Regions from separate parts of the Mus musculus genome. Here regions 1 and 3 are each linked to region 2. The links are chromatin contacts, called in public Hi-C and promoter capture Hi-C maps. All regions are on one chromosome and are shown on one strand. The core of a region is the stretch at or near the end of the contact, and the rest is flanking DNA. Distances in the headings are between cores, read along the strand shown. Region 1 holds the start of Chrna2 (cholinergic receptor, nicotinic, alpha polypeptide 2 (neuronal)). Region 2 holds the start of Gulo (gulonolactone (L-) oxidase). Region 3 has its middle 30 kb from the start of Gm41181.

Region 1 (3,961 bases), core at 389-2,888, 130 kb before region 2:
GCCCTAGCCTGTGTGCTACGTGTAAGCTTCCCTCATCCCCACAGTGATCTTGAGTGCTCTATGATGCTGTTTGCATGTTGAGGTCAGGAACTCTGAAGCTTGGGACATTCTAAGGCAACAAAGCTGCTAGTACTAGAGTTGAAACAGCCTTTTATCTTCACCCTGTGGTGCTGGCCATCCAGCCAATGACCTTAAGTGCCCCCTGTACCCTTGAGAATGATATGAGCTGGCCTTCAGGGGAGTCTACTCTATAGCCTGTGGGCACACGATGGTGCGATGAAGTCCTAGTGGTAGTGGTGGTACCCACTCACCTGCTGGCATCAGAAGCAGACACCAGAGATAAAGATGTATCCAGAACTGGAAAGCAGGATGGGAGGGGGCCATGGCTTCAGAGGGTCCTGGTTTCTGTTGGACTACAAGGAGCTGGCTTCTTCAAGGCCCTGTCTCTCTGCAGCTGAATAAACAAGGGAAGACTCTTAGGGCCAAGTGATGTGACATCTAGTGTCTTTGTCTTTCGTATTCCATAACGGTTTAGAAGCGAGAAAATGGCTGTCAATGGGCCTGCCTGGTTTATGGGGCACCTAGGCTGCTCAGCTTCACGGAGGAGATAGACTTCCCCTTTTTTTGAGAGCCATTGGATTGTTAGCCACTTAGCTAACTAGCTAAGACATGACTGACCTTCACAGAGGAAGGTGCTAGCCTCCCTGCCATCGTGGTCTCAACTTTTCATCTATAAAGTGGGGCTAACCACATTGGACAAGGCGTTCAGCAGCAGTATTTGACTACTAGCGACAATGACCCAAAGATGCAGGCAAGCAAATGCCATCAGTGTTGAGCGATGGAGTGACGGACAGCATACCAAAACAATGAAGGCATCAAAAGGAATCAAGTACTAACATGACATTTGCAGTTGCTGGAATGGACTTTAAAAGCTTGCTATGTGAGAGAAGCCAGCCACATACTGAATGAGTCTGTTGACAAGTGACCTCTGGGACTTGCTGGCCACCCAGCCAAACCTACTCATTTGAGCCCTAGTCCCAGTGAGAGACCCTGTCTAAAAAATAAAAACAACACCTGAAGAACATCTGAGGCTGGGGCCTCTGAACATATGTGCACATATGTGCAACTCCACACACATGCACCTGGACACACACACACAGAGTTTAAATATCCAAATGTCCGTGTGCGGTACCCTGTGTATATGGACTAGAGATAGAACACTGGCTCTTAGCACAGACATGTTATTTCCCTTTGACCGTAATGAGAATGTTCTGGATATTCTGAGATGTTTTGGAATGGTGATAGGCACACTGCATTCCTAAAACTCTGAATGCCATTCATAGTTTAATATTGTGTGTTCTTAACAATGGCTTCACAAATATGTGTAAGAAGATGAATTAAACATAGAACTGGCCACATTCATGCAGGAATCGGGAACCATCATTGTTACCAATGGATCTGTGAAGCTGTTTTCCCATCTTCATCCTTTAGTCTATCCTACACTGTCCCAAGTGACCCAGCCGAGAGTCTAGCCCCACCAGCTGCTGCTGTCTCCCCTCCAAACTGTCACTGTCCTGCACTGTGTTCCTTACCCCATCCAGAGTCTGCAAGCGTGACTTTGAGTCCAGGCCATATCATTAACAGCTCTGAGAGTTCAGCTTATCTGTAGGGTAGCTATGACCTACCTCCCAGAACAGGTTCATAGTCCAGTGGAGTCATAGGAGTCTGTATGTGAGCTCCAGAACACTGAGGAGGGGGGCCAGGCACTGGGTTGCTCTGTGGATGTCAGTGCCCTGTGACCCAATGGGAACACATAGTGACTGTCTATGCCAAGTAGAGAAAGAGTGAATGGGGGAACGCCAACATGCTGCAGTGTATGGGACATGTTTACTACCATAACTGATAGCTCCAGGGTGTGTTTGGTGGAAAAGCCTCCTCACCCCTCCCCCTGCTCATGAGATTTCAGTTCAGAGGCTTATTAAAATTTGAGATTTTCGGCCCCTGACCCACAGCCCCACCACCACCACATTCAACCTCTCCACACAGCCAGATCCTGCACACACACACACAGAGAGAGAGCCGTCTCAACTGATATTTTTACAATGGAACTCTTGCTCAGCCTGCTCTCTTATAGAACTCAGGACTATCAGCCCAGGGATGGCACCACCCACAATGGGCCCTCCCACTTGATCACTTCCAGGGAAATTGATTAGAACCAGCTTGTTCTTTTCTTTACATTTTCCCCTGTGTGCCTGCAGTCACCTGTGCTCTCTGGGGGCCTAGATGAGAGGCACTTTTAACTTAAAAAAAAAAACCAAAACCTTTTTATTGGTTCTTTGTGAATTTCACATCATGTACCCAAGTCCCACTCATTTCTCCATCCCTTCATACTTGCCTTCCACCCTTGCAACCTCCCCCCACCACAAAAGGAAAGAAAAAAAATCTTCTGGAAGCTGCACTGTGTCACGGTGTGTCCTGCAGTATACCCTTTGCCCACACTTGTGTGCTTGCATGTGTTCATTGCAATGAGTCATTGGTTTGAGGCCTCTGGCTTCTGCTACATTATCAATACCGGAACCTCCCTGGGACTCCTCTCGGATAACCTGTCGTTGCCTGTGTGATGGAGATCTTGTAGTTTTGGATCTGTCTGACGGGTCCCTTGGCAGGCTCTAGTGGTTCATGGATGGGGTAGATGTTGGGGTGGGCCAAGTCAAAGCCCTGATCTGGGCCTGAGAGGTATCTGAGCTGGCCAGCCTGCCTGCTCTCCCTCACCACACACCAGGCTTTCTATTCCTGCCCCGGGCTAGGTCATCCAATGCCACCACCAACAAGGAGCAAAGCCAGCTCTCCTGCTCTTGTGACCTCAGGGCGACTCACCTGCAATACCCACAACCAGGCACAGCTCTACTTTGCTGCCCAGGTGCAGGTAGGGGTTCAGGGTCTGCTCTTCCAAATGTTGCAGGTGGGGGACTGGGCCAGTTCTTACACGCTCATGACCTTGGGGCCAGTCCTCCTACCTGCCATAGGTGGGGGGGGACAAAGCGGGGAAAGTGTAGCAGGAGGGCATGCCTCCCTCACCTGTGCCACTGCACAGCAGACAAGTTGTAGCACCCAACTTTCCCTAGCTTCCACCTCTCGGGGCTGGCTCACCTGCACCCCCACTACCAGGGTCAGCACTACTGTGCAGGCCTGCTCTCCTGGGTGCTGTAGCCAGTGACGGCAGAACCAGCTCTCCCACTCTGATGGCCTCAGAGCCAGCTCTCCTGCCTGCCAAAGGTGCCAAGGGTGGGGGAGGGGAGAGCATCTCTCCCTTGCCCAGAGACTTTTTAAAAACTTCTTGACACTTTTCTACATGTCTACATTTTCTAAATCTCCTACCGTAAGCATAATACTGAGAAGTCTTTTTGGTATGCAGTGACATTCACCGTGTGCTCTATGTGTCTTCCTCCAGCCTCACAGGTGCAGCGCCACTCCAAATTCATATAAAACTAAGATTCCAGTCCACCATCTGAGTGGATATAAGCAATCAGGGTGAATTGTGTGATGGGAGGAATAACCTATGTCCCCGAGAGACGTAAGAAAGAAAGCATTGTCTGTGCTCTCCATGGAGACCATATAGCCTTAAAAAGGAAGATCCTGATGGGAATGAACCTTGAGCATGCTCGTTGAAATAAGATAGACACCAAAGGATAAGCACTGTGTGCCTCCACTTCTAGGAAGAGGCACCTGGAGTCATCAGATCCCCAGAGACAGAACTTAGAGTCGGGTGAAGACGAGGAGGTAGTATTTAAAGTGTAGAGTGTCCACCCAGGAGGACGCTGTGGTTCTAAAGTCCGAGCTGGAGGTCTAAGATGGGATGTCATGTTACTGTGTTGCTGTCTATAGGCTGAGGGCCTGAATCATGGTACTACCTGTATTTTGTCACACTAGTGACAGTACGTCAGAGTCCATCTGTAATCTC
Region 2 (3,688 bases), core at 571-3,070:
CCCTAATTTCTATTATTTATTTATTTATTTATTTATTTATTTATTTTTAAAGATTTATTTATTTATGTGAGTACACTGTAGCTGTCTTCAGACACACCAGAAGAGGGCATCAGGTTTCGTTACGGATGGTTGTGAGCCACCATGTGGTTGCTGGGATTTGAACTCGGGACCTTTGGAAGAGCAGTCGGCGCTCTTAACCACTGAGCCATCTCTCCAGCCCCCTAATTTCTATTTAAAGAAAATCTTTCTTACCTCCTCCGAGGGTCATCGTCGGCCTCACATTTCAGTGCCGTGGTGACTCCCCTGCTGGCTTTACAACAGTCAGGGACAAAACAATCAAGGTTACAGTAAGAATGAAACTCAACCGGATTTATTGTAACCAGCACTGGACCAGGACTTCAAGAGTCTGGCCCAGGTCCTTCTCCTTTAGCCATATTTAAGCACCGCAGAATTACTGAGGGGAAGTGTTCAGATAACAATTAACTCAGCTCCGTGAAGGCCACAAAGCTTAAAACAGGTTTACATTGAAGCTCTTGGCTAAGTACCTATGGCTTCATCTGTAAGATGGTTTCTTGCTGAAACAATGTTCGAGATAATGGTCTAGGGATCTTGACTAAGGTAAACATAGCATCTGTGGGAGCTAAGGTTGGCCTGGCCCTAAGATCACACAGAAGTCACTTACACTGTTGTGAATGAAACGCAAGAGACATCAATCATAACATTTAGGAGGAAAGGGTCTGGAATAAGTAAAAGCAGTAAGCCTGGAAGATATGACAGAGTCTGCCTCATCAGACAGCAAAGAATCACCAGACTGTAAAACTACATCACTCCAGCCATTCCAGGAAGAGCAGCCATGCACCTCATACCATGGACCAGATTCACTGCCAGAAACTTTCCTGATTTCTCCACCCTGCTTATCTGTGTGCACAAGGCCTTTTTGTTTTCTACACCAGAGCTTATTTAGTTCTCATGGGTCCTTGGACTCCAGGGCACAGCCTCACCTTCACAGATAACCACCCTCTTTTGGAAGGTGGTCCCTACTCTGAGGTTTTGTTATTCTTAGAATCCATGGTAGCCAGGCGTGGTGGAACCTGCCTTAAATCCCAGCACTTGGGAGGCAGAGGCAGGCAGATCTGTGAGTTCAAGGCCAGCCTGGGCTAAGGTGTGAGTTCCAGGATAACAGGGCTACACAGAGCAACCCTGTCTGGAAAAAAACAAGCAAGCAAACAAACAAACATATCCAAAGTGACTCTATGGGAAATGACTTATTTCCATGCCTTCAGGGGAGGAGACACAAAATGAAGATAGCGGTGTCAGGCTCCCACCCTGCTTTTAGGTACCTTGTAGACCCAAGTGAAGAGTCTGGGTTTTTTGTTTTTGTTTTTGTTTTTTTTTTTTTTTTAACCAAAACAGCCTCCACCTGACTGCTTCAGTAGAATACCGGGTACTGATTCTGAATGGCACTAGACTATACTCAGCTGTCCCTTCCCACAATCACCAAACATAGTGGGGGGTGGGGGGCAGTGTTTGGATGGCTCAGTACAAGAGCTGCATGGGTACCTGGCTTTAAAGCGGCCAAAGTCAGACGCGTAGGCAGCTAGCCTAGGTCTGAGCCTGACAGTGGTGTTTGGCTCTGGACTCCCAAGGTTGGGCTCAGAGCTCCAGCAGTGGGTTTCAGGGGCACAGATGCTGCTGTTTAACCTACACCTCCCGAGCTTCCTTGGAGCTCGCAGACAGAGGGCAGGGGGCGGGACCCAGCTGCTGTTTACAGATTGCCTGGGTCTTGCAGGGGGAGGAGCCTGTTCAACACCGGTTTCCTGCCTTTCTTGGTACCTGTGGCTAAACTTCCAGTCCCGTTCTGCCTGAGGTAACCCAGAGCCGAGGTTGCCTGACCACTGCATCTGCTGCTGCCCAGGGCTTTGTTCAACTTCCTGTGGGAACGCTTCAAGTCAAGTCGTCTGACCCTGTTGATCGCTGGAATCATGGTAGGAATGATAGGGGGTCTGTGAGACCGCCAGTAGATACAGCCGGCTGTGTCCAGGCTGCATCTGTGAGCCAAGTGAGGGAAGGTAAAGTCAGACCAAGGCTGGGGCCATCAGAGGGGCCACTGGGGATCCCCCAAGTGAACTTGGGGAACGGTTGGGGTGTTAGAAGAGATATGAAAGTGGAAGGCTTGGGCTGACCTCTTAATGCCTTCACTGGGCTTCTGTGTGAACTTAGGGAAGACCCTGACTGCTCTGAGCCTTAATTTTGACAGCTAAAAGAAGACTAATGTCCTGTTTCGTGACATTATTGTAAGATCTAATAAGCCAGGACACACAGAAGACCCACCGTATCTGGCTGGCTATACAGTGGTGTGCAGAAAACATGATTCTGATTCCCAGGCTAGAGGCTAAGATGCTACCACCATGGAACACCTAAGGGATACCCCTTCCCTGCCAGGGAAGTCAGACCCCAGCCCTTGCCTCCAGCGCCTTCTCCTCCAGCCCTTTCTCAGACCGCCCTACTTATCTGCTGGGCCATCCATAATGCGCACCTGGAGCAGGAATTGACCCGAGTCCTGGCTTATCAGGATTTGTCCTTGTCTTTGATCCCATCTATCGCTTTGGCCTTCAGAATGGGCAGAATTCCCACCATTCTGACCTGGAGTGATCAAAGATAGCATTAGGATGCTGGGTGTGGGCTGCCAGCTTCTGAGCAGCCGGTGCTGTTTGATCTTCCTAGTGGCCCTTGACCTAAGAACCATAGTAGCCAAAGGGAGCTGGGGCTCTCTGTGCTGTGGCCATGTCCTCTCCTCTTTGTGTCTACGGGGTTTGGGGTTGGTGATGTGACATACAGAGAGGACAGTGACTGCTTGCCTACTGAGACCTGGCTTTCTTCCTGGTATAGGTCCATGGGTACAAAGGGGTCCAGTTCCAAAACTGGGCGAAGACCTATGGCTGCAGTCCAGAGATGTACTACCAGCCCACATCAGTGGGGGAGGTCAGAGAGGTAGGTGCCCATGAACACCACATGGGCTGCCCGGCCTGCAGCCACAACCCTCGCTCTGGAAGACGCTGGATGTGAGGCTTCCTGCTGGCCTGGTTGGGTAAAGGCAAGGCTCTTCTTCCTGCTTTCCCCAGCTCCAGGTCTGCTCCGCAGCCTGTTGTAATGTTCTATGCCCACTTCAAGCCTATACAGCAGTATACCAGGGGCAGCCATGTCTACACTCACCTCTCCAACCTGACCTCTGTAATAAACTCCATGCACACATACACACGTGTGCATATATTTGTGCGTGCTTGGGCACAGGCAGATGTGCTAGCATACATGCCTGTAGACCTATGCACGTGCACACCCATGTACACACCTAGGTGCATATGCATACATATACACATGCACAAACACCTATGCACAGGTACACATACAGTCTGGAATGCACAGATACCTGTGCAAATACAATTTAAGCACAAGCCTGTGCACACACATGAACATCTACATATATGCATGAATACTTTTTTTTTTTTTTTTTTTTTTTTTTTTTGGTTTTTTTTTGAGACAGGGTTTCTCTGTGTAGCCCTGGCTGTCCTGGAACTCACTTTGTAGACCAGGCTGGCCTTGAACTCAGAAATCTACCTGCCTCTGCCTCCCAAGTGCTGGGATTAAAGGCGTGCGCCACCACGCCCAGCTTACGCATGAATGCTTATGC
Region 3 (3,551 bases), core at 128-2,627, 140 kb after region 2:
ACACACATACCAGGCTCTTTGACCCACCTTACCATGGCACCCCTTTCACATCTGTTTCCTTGCTAGGGGTCTGAGCCCAGAGACACTGACTCGGCCTTCATCAACAACTTATGCTCATTCTAAGGGGTCACTCAGCAGTTCCATCTGCAGTATGGCTATGCTATTCCAGATGGAGAAAGTGGACCAGCTGCAGTCCTTCTGGCTGTCACTTTCCCTGCGACTTCATGATTCATCTCTCCCACAGGTGTGCTTTCGATTCCATCCCCAGGTCCTCGACCCCACTCCTGCTGCTCAAAGTCACATGTGATGTCATCTGCCAGTCTCTCCAAGCTGACCGTTAAGGACTTTGCCCCCATCCCTTCTCTGCAGTACAACTGGCCCCTAACATGAGGCTACATTGGTGGGCTCTAGCTTCCTGGCCCATGTGAAGGATACCTAGGTATTGAGAACCTGACCTTTCAAGTGCCTCTGTCAAGTATGAAAAGCAAGGCAAAGGATCTGAATTTGTGATTCTGATTTTCCAAAGGTCACCGGTGAATTCCCAGGACTCTAGAGAGGGTGAGTTGGCCATCGGTAACAGGTGAAATCATGCAATCCAAGGACCCACTTTATGTGCACAGTCCCTAAACCTTGCTTCCTTTCCTTCAAGGCTGCAGGACTGGTATACCAGGAAGATGCCAAAAGTACTTACCTTCACTTGAAACAAGATGTGTTTTAATAGCCATGTGGGCAAGGAGGAAATTATCGCCTAGATTCAGACAAAATCAGGAGGATTTGTAACTGGTGGCGTGTGCTAAATAATGCTGAATATTGGCTTGATCTCTGTAGGAGGAGATGTTCGGTAAAGCTGGTCCGAGACCAGCTGCGTTTGATGCTTTCCCAGTTTCCTAATGACAGTATAGTCAGGGCATTTACAGACACATAGGTAATATGCAAAAGGCATTTACAGACATGTAGATAATACAGGCAGAACACTTGCAGACATGTAGATGATATAGACAGGACACTTACAGACACATAAATAACGTAGGCAGAACATTTACAGACACATAGATAATATAGACAGAATGTTTACAGAATGTAAACAATATAGACAGGGAGTTTACAGACATATAGATGACGGTTATGAGTGTGATTATGGGGCTGGGGAGGTAGGTCGGCTGATAAAGTGCTTGTTGTAAAAGCATGATGACTGGAGTGCGATCTCCAGGATCCAAGGTTCATGCTGTAACCCTAAGGCTGGACTAGCAGAGCCCAGGCACATTAGTTCATGCTGTAACCTCAAGGTCAGGCTAGCAGAGGCCAGGTACAGTGGTTCATGCTGTAACCTCAGGGTCAGACTAGCAAAGCCCATGTATAGCGGCTCATGCTGTAACCCAGGGTCAGGTTAGCAAAGCCCAGGTACAGTGGTTCATGCTGTAACCCCAGTGCCAAAGTAGCAGAGCCCAGGCACAGAGGTTCATGCTGTAACCCCAAGACTAGGCTAGCAGAGTCCAGGTACAGTGTTTCATGCTGTAACCCCAGGGCTGGCTAGCAGAACCCAGGTACAGTGGTTCATGCTGTAACCCCAGTGCCAGAATAGCAGAACCCAGGTACAGTGGCTTACATTAAAATCTCAATGCCAGTCCACATGAGTCGGCAAGCTCCAAGCCATTGAGACAGTGTGACCACCCCTTCCAAAAACAAAAAACCAAGATGGCTGACAGCTGAGGAGCAACACCTAAAGTTGACCTCTGTCCTCCACACATTGAACATACATACATGGGTCTGCACACATAATAGCACACGTGTATGCCCACACTCCACACAGTGATCTTAGAATGACTAATTAGAATTCAAATCAGCTCATTGATGGATTCCAACAAGGAAAATCCATCAAAGACAATATTGAGAGCCAGCAGTGGTTGACACAGGCCAATAATGTCAGCAACCGCAGAGGTTAATGCAAGAGGACCGAGTGTTCAAGACCACTCTAGGGTCCAGAGCTTCTGAGAAGACCTTCTCACAAACAACCAACAGATGAACAATGTTCAGAGAAGTTATGGAGAAAAATGACAATCGGTTTTGTCTGAAGGTCAAAGTAAGAAGAAACTAACTGTGAGTCATTTTGAGGAATGTCCATGGGGGAGTGGAAGATGGAGAAAAGCAAGGGAAAAGTTACAAAAAAAGTAAAGAGCTGTAGGAATGGAGGGAAAGTGTCCAAAGTAGGCTTAGGGGCAGGAGCAGGGAGGTGCTGTTCCGATCTTGGTCAGAGATGTCCATCATTGTGGTAACTCTTTAAATGACTGTATTTGTTCACATACTCTTTTGTATATTTGTTGCTAATTTTTTTTTAAAAGGGATACTTTTAAAGCCTTAAAGGGCAGGAAATCTCAAATCCCAGAGTAACCCAGTCAGGCAGAGCATTTGATTGACAACGTGAGCCACAAGAGTCAATCCTCTCTTGGCTCTCATGCCCCTCCATGCATCTCAGGTCCTGGCTGGCGACCCTGCAGAGCTTGAGGGGGTGTTCTCTCAGAGGACTCAGGCAAACAGGAGTAGTTGGGGGGCCCACAACCCCACATGATGTGAGGAGCCTGCTTTCCCCTGCTTTCGTATTGGATCATAACAAATGAAGGGTTTAGGAGCAGCCACAGGTGGCAGCTGACAGCTGTTTTCAAACCCTCCAAGCTGTTATTTGGCAGAGGAATCTGGCCTGGTCTCTGCAGTGCCAGATGCCAGGGTGGCCACTAGCTGAATCCACTGTGCGGCAGGCCCTGGATAAATAACATAACTTCCTAATAAGAGAATACCGGTATGAAGTCCTGAGCTCCTGTCCCAGACAAGGCTCAGACTTCCTCTTTAGGCAAAGGGTACCACAAAAGAGTAAGGCAGCTCAAATAATCCCTGAAGTCCCTTCACCTCCCATCCATGAGATGAGACTGCAATCTTTGTACATTGTGTGCACAAAGAAAGACAGAAGCTGACTCCAGAACGAGAGCCTTGTTTCTAAATACAATGTACCAAGTCTTCTTGGAAGCAAAATTGTTTGTTTGTTTGTTTGTTTGTTTGTTTGTTTAATCAGTGAGTGGTGTTGTATTTCTATTATTCCAATGATAACATGGTCTGAGACTCCACTGCTGCCCAAGAGCATAGGTTGTCCAGATCATTGCAGGATGCTGTGTTCAATCTCTGGACTATCTGCAGGAGTGTGATCCAGAGGCATAAGGCTTACCAGAAACAGAAGCTGAGACCAGCTTGCTCTCTCCTGCCCTCTGCTGGGCATCCCCTCCATCTCTTATTTGTGCAGGACGCTGATGATACCTGATTCAGATGGTGCAAATCAAGAGCGTCTGTCCCCAAGAGATTCATCCATCTGAGGCCTTTACAATGTTCTAGACAATGACAAACTTTCAGATAAGGGCTTGGAGAAAGCTCAACATTCAAATTGACAAGATCCTGTTCAAAAGTGAGTGGTGGCTTTGTGGGAAATTCACAGCTCCCAGCTCATGAGCTATGGAAGAGCTTGGAGCCAACCTATAAAAATGTGGACATTTTATCTAGAACTCTAG

Evidence for each region. Promoter capture Hi-C pulls out the DNA fragments that hold promoters and counts their contacts. A called contact is a pair of places that touch in the nucleus more often than the background predicts.
Region 1: a contact with region 2 is called in a promoter capture Hi-C map of liver. The contact joins the promoter of Chrna2 here to the promoter of Gulo in region 2. A contact is called at or near these places in 14 of 39 promoter capture datasets (the 3T3-L1 cell line, 3T3-L1-derived adipocytes, the C10 cell line and 8 more), 26 of 484 Hi-C or Micro-C datasets (the AML12 cell line, B cells, DN3 thymocytes and 17 more), 6 of 115 datasets of contacts at active chromatin or transcription factors (the 230-238 cell line, bone marrow-derived dendritic cells, fetal liver and 3 more) and 4 of 9 other capture datasets (adipose tissue, embryonic stem cells, liver and 1 more).
Region 3: a Hi-C map of liver shows a contact between it and region 2, with 2.8 times the contacts expected there. The contact joins the enhancer-like site here to the promoter of Gulo in region 2. A contact is called at or near these places in 5 of 39 promoter capture datasets (the 3T3-L1 cell line, embryonic stem cells, liver and 1 more), 1 of 484 Hi-C or Micro-C datasets (liver) and 2 of 9 other capture datasets (adipose tissue and liver).

The regions. Positions count from the first base shown.
Region 1 is chr14:66,138,637-66,142,597 of GRCm38.p6, reverse strand. It overlaps Chrna2 (cholinergic receptor, nicotinic, alpha polypeptide 2 (neuronal)), which reads right to left and starts at 1,638. Exons shown (of 7, transcript NM_144803.2): 1 at 1,593-1,638; 2 at 312-454. The coding sequence starts at 384.
Region 2 is chr14:66,007,342-66,011,029 of GRCm38.p6, reverse strand. It overlaps Gulo (gulonolactone (L-) oxidase), which reads left to right and starts at 1,820. Exons shown (of 12, transcript NM_178747.3): 1 at 1,820-1,985; 2 at 2,890-2,991. The coding sequence starts at 1,983.
Region 3 is chr14:65,871,282-65,874,832 of GRCm38.p6, reverse strand. No RefSeq gene overlaps it. Among named protein-coding and RNA genes, the nearest start is that of Gm41181, 30 kb to the left of the region's middle. Within about 2 kb of position 1,377, at least 13 of the 459 cell types and tissues checked have an H3K27ac peak or open chromatin away from gene starts, as enhancers often do. A contact at or near this core is called in liver, where this site is marked.